Linked DNA regions of Anas platyrhynchos: region 1 is linked to region 2. The links are chromatin contacts, called in public Hi-C maps. All regions are on one chromosome and are shown on one strand. The core of a region is the stretch at or near the end of the contact, and the rest is flanking DNA. Distances in the headings are between cores, read along the strand shown.

The links. Hi-C and Micro-C count contacts between places; a contact is called where the count stands out from the background.
Region 1: a contact with region 2 is called in a Hi-C map of liver, with 2.3 times the contacts expected there. The contact joins two enhancer-like sites. A contact is called at or near these places in 2 of 8 Hi-C or Micro-C datasets (liver and subcutaneous adipose tissue).

The regions. Positions count from the first base shown.
Region 1 is chr3:60,424,505-60,427,829 of IASCAAS_PekinDuck_T2T, forward strand. No RefSeq gene overlaps it. Among named protein-coding and RNA genes, the nearest start is that of IL22RA2, 14 kb to the left of the region's middle. Within about 2 kb of position 1,462, at least 1 of the 8 cell types and tissues checked has an H3K27ac peak or open chromatin away from gene starts, as enhancers often do. A contact at or near this core is called in subcutaneous adipose tissue, where this site is marked.
Region 2 is chr3:60,354,381-60,357,821 of IASCAAS_PekinDuck_T2T, forward strand. No RefSeq gene overlaps it. Among named protein-coding and RNA genes, the nearest start is that of IFNGR1, 26 kb to the right of the region's middle. Within about 2 kb of position 1,746, at least 3 of the 8 cell types and tissues checked have an H3K27ac peak or open chromatin away from gene starts, as enhancers often do. A contact at or near this core is called in subcutaneous adipose tissue, where this site is marked.

The DNA of each region.
Region 1 (3,325 bases), core at 212-2,711, 70 kb after region 2:
AAGGGGGTTGCATACTTAACCTCCAGGCAGAATTTACTCATGTGGCAAAAATAACTTCCAGGTAAGGACTGAGCAGGCAACAGTCAGTGTTATGATATATAATGAGTGTGTAAGACCATAAATCTTGGGTGTTATCACAGCTACTGCAGAGAGACTGTGTAGCACAAGAAGGAACAGACTCTTCCCTTGCTCTAGGCTGTACCAAAATCTAAAGCAGCTTTCACAATCTGATGGCTAACTTCATTACATGAAGCAGACCATCTGCATTCACTTGCTTAGAGGCAGTATCTTAGCCATGGTCTGCATAAAATTACCAGATGTGAATGTTTCACTGCCATAGAACAATCCTAACTGCTTGGAAAAGACCATTTCAGTTTCTAAAATACAAGAGAAAAATAAATCAAACCACAGACATAAGTATAGTTTCTTTGTATTTTATTAGTTTTTATGGTTTGATGTGAACTGTGCAAGGAAAAGTTTTTAGAACATTTTAACTCAGACTTTAATGAACGTTTGCAATCCTTTATTTGTTTAAAGAAAAGCATTAAGAAAGCTGAGAATGAACCAAATTCAAGTAGAATTTTTTGTTCCTGAAACAAGTCTGGTATTTATTTTCTGAAGAGAGGGGTACATTTCCACTTAGTGCACACGACTATTTCTCCACAGATGACAAAAGCAAAGCTGACAAGAACAACAGCAAAATCTCAAATTCCAAGGGGACACTTTTAAACCAGGGGGCTGTAAAGAGAAGTCTGGCTGAACCATATACGGGACTATACTGACATGTTGTGGCAAGGCAGTAGTAATGCAATGCTTTAACCATGTCTATCACCACAAGCTATGCTGCTACTTTTGTTATGGCTGTTGTTCATGTTTCCAACCAAAATGAAAACAAAGGTGAGATAGATTTGGAAACTACATTGACTAAGCGAATACTATACCTTGTTCTTGTACAATTTGTTTTCGTTCATGATCGTCACTATAGAGTTTTGCTTTTGCTTTAGCCTCCTGATTGAGGGGCAAAGAAATCAGGGGTCAGGAACAAAACAAGGAACCTAAGAAAATATATAAGCAAGAACTCATGACTGTATCCATCCAATGCTTCCAATGATGGTATCTGAAGCAACTGAGGTATTTCCACATCTTAGCATAGTGGAAAGTCTCATCTAGTTACAGACAGGCAGACTAGATTGTCTTTGAACCCAGAACTGAAAATCCTACATCCCACACAGCTGCAGCTGTGTGTTTGGAGGCCTCCAAATTCTCAACTTTCAGCCGGCAAGAAGCCTCTTTGTTTAAAAAAAAATAAAAATAAAGAATTATCCCTGAATGACTCAGTTGAATAATCCTTCCCATACCTCTGATGATTAGGGGAAAAGGTCCAGGCACAAACTGTGCCGTGAGATGAAGCATTTTCAGAGGAAAAAGAGCATGCTGGTGGATTTCCCAGAACTGGGTAATGACTAAGCTGTCTGAACTTTATGTCCCTCAATCATCGTGACAGACAGTCAGCCAGCACCTCCACAGACAGCAGGACTCGGAATCCCTCTTTTAATAGTTTCAGCCTTTGCAAGCAAGATAGCTAGAAAACATATCATAAATGTGAGTGCTTTATGCCTGTCTTTCCCAGCGTAATCTGGTCATGAGGTGGACGCCCACACACACTTTGTCTTCCCAGAGTATTCCCCAGGCCATTCAGAACAACCTATCATCACCTCCCTCTAATGAGTTCTGGTACTAATTTTTCCTATAACGGGGACTTAGAAAACCTTCCAGTCCATGGAATCCCAAGAATCAGACAGTGCCAGAGAGCTTCATCAGTTGTCCTAACTAGAGAACACTTGTGGTAGGGGGGACAAAGGATGAACCTTATGTCTGTAACATAGACAGCCCTACCACACTGTCAGCCATACAAACTGGAAAACTTTTGCAGAGTTACTTGCTGCACAGCAAAAGCTGTAAATTTCTTCCTGGGCTGTGGGAAGAGTATCAACTATGGAGCCTCTTTGTGTGACCACAAAGACCACAGTCATTAGAACAGCAAGTTAGATAATAGACTCCGTATTTCTTAGGAAGGAGGAGAAGTGTTCACTGAGGAACAGAGTGTTCAGAGACCATTGACTTCAATGGGAATTAGGCACATGAAAACCCCTAAGCTCTGGAGTGCCTTAACAATGTATTTATCTTTGTATTATCCCCCTGTGAAATAGGAAAGGGCTCTAATCTGGTCTATAAAGACATTCAGAGTTATCTGGAAAGATATACGGACACTCCAAACACCTTTGAATGAAGTGATTTGCAATGGTTACATGGCAGTATTTTGGCAGCATTGGGCAATGAACAATGTTTCTCTGGTCTGAGGACCTCAGATATGAGATTGCTGTGGAAGTGCCTGTTGTTCTATCACCTGAGGCCACTCAGTCTCCCTTTAAATGACAACCTCCCCAAGTAATACTTGAATGCTAAATTTGAAATTATCTTCCTTTGCAATAAAGATAATGATGGTGTTTGTATCACCGCCAACAGGCTCAGCAGGTTAAAGTTCAGCCCAAGTCAGAAGTTTCAAGCCATTTTAAAGAAAAATATCCATTCTGACATGTTGGATTACAAAAGACACAGAAAGTTACAGAAGGCCTAGCTCCAGAGCAGAAATGACAGTCTGTTCTCCAAGACCACCCTGAATGATTAAACACATGTCCTTTTTTGTTGATTGGAAGAAAATACTAAACAAGCAGCAAAATATTTTCACGGAACAAAAAAATGTGCTCTCTGCTGCAGCAGAAAATACCCTCTCATTTACTCCTCAGGACAGCAAAAATGTGGATCCTCAGTCTACACCCCAGGACATTTTAGCCATTTACATGCTGACATTTTAGCCTCTGTTGTAATTAAAACCAGATTCCTATCAATGGCACTGTTGTATAGGAAGTGGGTAGCACGTAGCGGCAGCAGCTCTGACTCTGTTGAACTTTATCTTGAAGTGAATTCTGTTTCGCTATTCACTGTTATCTTGGACAGTACCTGGCTCCTCAGGCACAGAGGAGCTGTGACAAATTCTTCAAGAAGCCTGCGGAAATGAGCAGGCAATTCCCATTCTGCTTGCTGAGGAAACATTTTACGGAAGTGATCACTGTGCACACTCTGATGAAATGACTTTTTTTCCCTCTTCGTCCCTTCTCTTAAAATAAGTCCATTCAGACTGATCTGTTACTCTTTGTACAGGCAGAAATGTTATGCACCCTGTTACACCTCCCGAGACAGATTTTCAGACTTGCATATCTGAACTCCTCCAGGTAACTCTCTTTCTTCACAGGTGAGAAAGCTG
Region 2 (3,441 bases), core at 496-2,995:
ACAGGCACCCAGGTCTGACTGGCTTTTACTCCTTTGCCTTTCACCCCCATAAAGAGCTCACACCCAAAGACCAGTGCACAGACCTTTCCTTTTCTTATGGAAAATCTCTGCATTAGCCACAGGACTCCAGCAAGCCGTACACCTCCTTGAAGTTGCTGGCAGAGCTGCTCTCCTCACGTGGGTCCAATGGTGTGGACACTGTGTTTCCATCAGACAATGCCAGAACCTCCTTCAGGAGCACACCAAGGTCTGCCCCAGGCCTGCACCCCCCTATTTGTCACGGGGACATGGTGGTGCATGCTTCACCACCTGAGATGACTGGGTAAATGAATTTGCTGCTCTTCTCCAGTAATGGCCAGCAGAGCTGAAGCGAAACAGAGAAGAAATCCTCCACAAACCACAGCTTTCACATGGAAATTCCCAGTATCTGAGTCCATGCTTCTATCATGCTGCCATCCCAAACCACCCCAAATCCAAACAGACCAGATCTCTACCCCTCACTAAATCCTCTTAGTGATACTCCCAAAATCCAACAGGATTGTGAGTGGTCTCAGTCCACACTTCCAAAGGTAACCTCGTGCCAGTGCTCACAGCAGGGCAAAAAAACACAGGATGATACCTGAGACAGTGAGCCTGGAGCACACTGCACTTTGGGGATCCCCACTAGCCAGTGTGAGCACGCCGCACCATTTTTTGCCAGTGAAATTAGCCCTGAAACTGCCTTGAGCTGATGCAAGCTGGATTTCAGCTCATGATGAGGTGAATTACCTCAGCACAGCCTGTGTGGGAGAGACAGTCCTGCTGTTCCTGGAGAGGTGTCCCATGGGGCAGATACCTGCTCCTTTGGAGAAAAGCTGACGAGTCTCCAGCACACGGCAGCAGCCCCACAAAGTACAGCCACAACCTCACTGCACCTCCTGCTCTAGGTTTAGCTGCACACTGCAAGCATGGAAAGTGACCTGGCAAATGTGGCTGCTGAGCCAGGTAAGAGCAAGATCCAGGGACAAGGACCTCCTTCAAATGCCCTGTGAGATGATGCATGCAAATCCTGCCAGTGCTCTCCTCAGAGAGGGACAGGGCACAGGGGAAGGCAATGCCTGTTGTTTAGAGAGTGACCAGGGAACAGGAAACTCTTTGATCTGGCACCTTGCCACTCTGCTCCTTTCCTTCTCAATCCAGCACCCCAGGTACCCCCCAGGAGGCTTTTCACTAGCAATCTGCTGGTCAGCTGGGATGACAGTGCTAAGGCCTGCCATGTGTGCTCAGCCTTCCCATGCAGAGCTGCCACTGGAGCAGAGAAGCTGTGACACTGCACCTGGCATTGGCTGGAGACAGGAAAGGTCTTCTTATTTGAGGCTGAAAATACTAACCCTGCTCGGAGGTTTCATTACTCAGAGCAGGGTTTCCCTCCTGACCTGGTGACCTTGGCCTGACAGGTCCGATGCATGATTTTTGTACAGATAATTGTAACCATACATATCTGAAAATGTGGGGAAAAACAAACAAACAAACAAACAAACAAACAAACAAAAAAAAGACAAAACAAAACAAACAACAACAACAACAAAAAAAAACAAACAAACAAAAAAACAAAACAAAACAAAACAAAAAAAAAAAAAAAAAAAAACCATCCCAGGTTGCAGCTATCCATGAGCCAAGAACTCTTCCAGACTGTGGTTCCTGCCATAAACACCTCCAGAGCACTCACAGTTCCCTTGTGTTTCTGTATCTGGTTACGAAATGGAGGTCTGCAGTGCTGCTCTTTGTCCGGTCAGCAGTTGGGCAATCCCCAACACAGGCAGCCCAGTCTCAGCACTCACAAATAATGCTGTCTGGCACAGATACAGGGGATTTCTCTTTTTTTGCTAAGAGGTAGAGTCTGTGGCCAAAGCCTTCAAACCTCACAAACACAAGGTTTGAGGACTCTGCCAGCCTTGTGACATTACATGTATTTACAAGAGGAAGAAGTCATCAGGAATTAAATCTCATGAGGGAAAAACCTGCCAGTTCATGAAGGCAGGGTTACCTAAGAGAATAATACATATCAAACAGACTGATTTTTTTTTTCCAACAGAATTACATTTTTTCATGATTCATCAGTCAGAAGACTTCAGCAAGCTTTGGAAAGCACACTGGATCCCAGGAACCCACTGGGCTGAAGATCACTGCATTTCTGTGCCCCCTCACATGTACCACCACCCTGAAAGACTGCACAGATGCAGACCATCATCACCACACTCTGTTTACTCTCACAGTCTTTAGGAATCACGTCTTTAGAGTACTGTTAGAAATAGAGCAGTTTTCCCTTCACTTGCAGGCCCCACTCCCAGCTCTGTGTACTCAGCTTACCTGCAGACACACAGCAAACATTACATCTTTGAGTCTCCTCCTCCTTGTTTTTCCCTCTGCATAACCTTTTTGCCTCTTCAGCAGTAGCACAGTGTTTCTGGCTACAGTAAATATCACTGTTTCTAAAGCATTTTTACTATTTGTCTGGCTTTTGGCCAAGGAGACCACAATCCTTTCTCCCAGTCTAACACCAAAACTTAACTCAAAGCAGTGGCAATGATTTTACTTTTGAGTTGGACCTACAACAACCAGAAAAACAGCAAAAATATGTGTTGCATCAGGCATTGCATTCAGAGCCCAGAAGAATTAATATAGTTGTCATAACTGGGAGAAAAAAATCCCACAAGGCTGAATGTGGACACACACAGCTGAACGCAGCACACACACAAACACAGATTTTTATGAGCAGTGCCGTCAGCAAGGAGATTGTTTATAGTAGCCGGTAATTTATAGCTTTTAAATGTAATGTTGGAATGCAAATAACTTTCCCCGTTCCCTTCCCTCAGTGATCTGCTCATGAATAAGGCTGAAAGGAGCCCGAGCAGGAGACACAACCAGGGAGGAAGAGGAGACAGAGAATGAATCAGCCTGCCCCCGCTTTCTCCCAGCCCCTGGAAATGTCACCGGCTGCCCATGGGATCAGTTCCCAGCCCAGCATGAGGACGCGGTGCACAGCTATGTGTGACATGACACTTAACATCTCCCATCCCAGGCAACCAAGCAGGAATACTGCTCAGCCTACCGTGAGCAAAAATGTATGAAATGGCATTAGGCAAAAACAAGATTTCTGGGGATTACAACAGGAATACAAGGTTTTTCCTTTCCCTGTAGGGTAAATGACCATCCCAATGCTCCCCTCTTTTTTTCTCCTACCTTTTCACATCAGTAGAGAAGGACAAGATATTTTCAATTGTCTTTCTGTGCCTTCAGTGCCATTCAACATCAGAGCTGCTGAAGTCACTTTTGTCACTGTTTGGTGACGCTACAGTTCATTGGTAATATTGGGAAAAGTGCTTCCTCTTTACATAATTCATCTGATTAAAAAAAAATTTCAAGTGGGTTTTGATGGACAGCAATCAGCCTTTGGCCAGC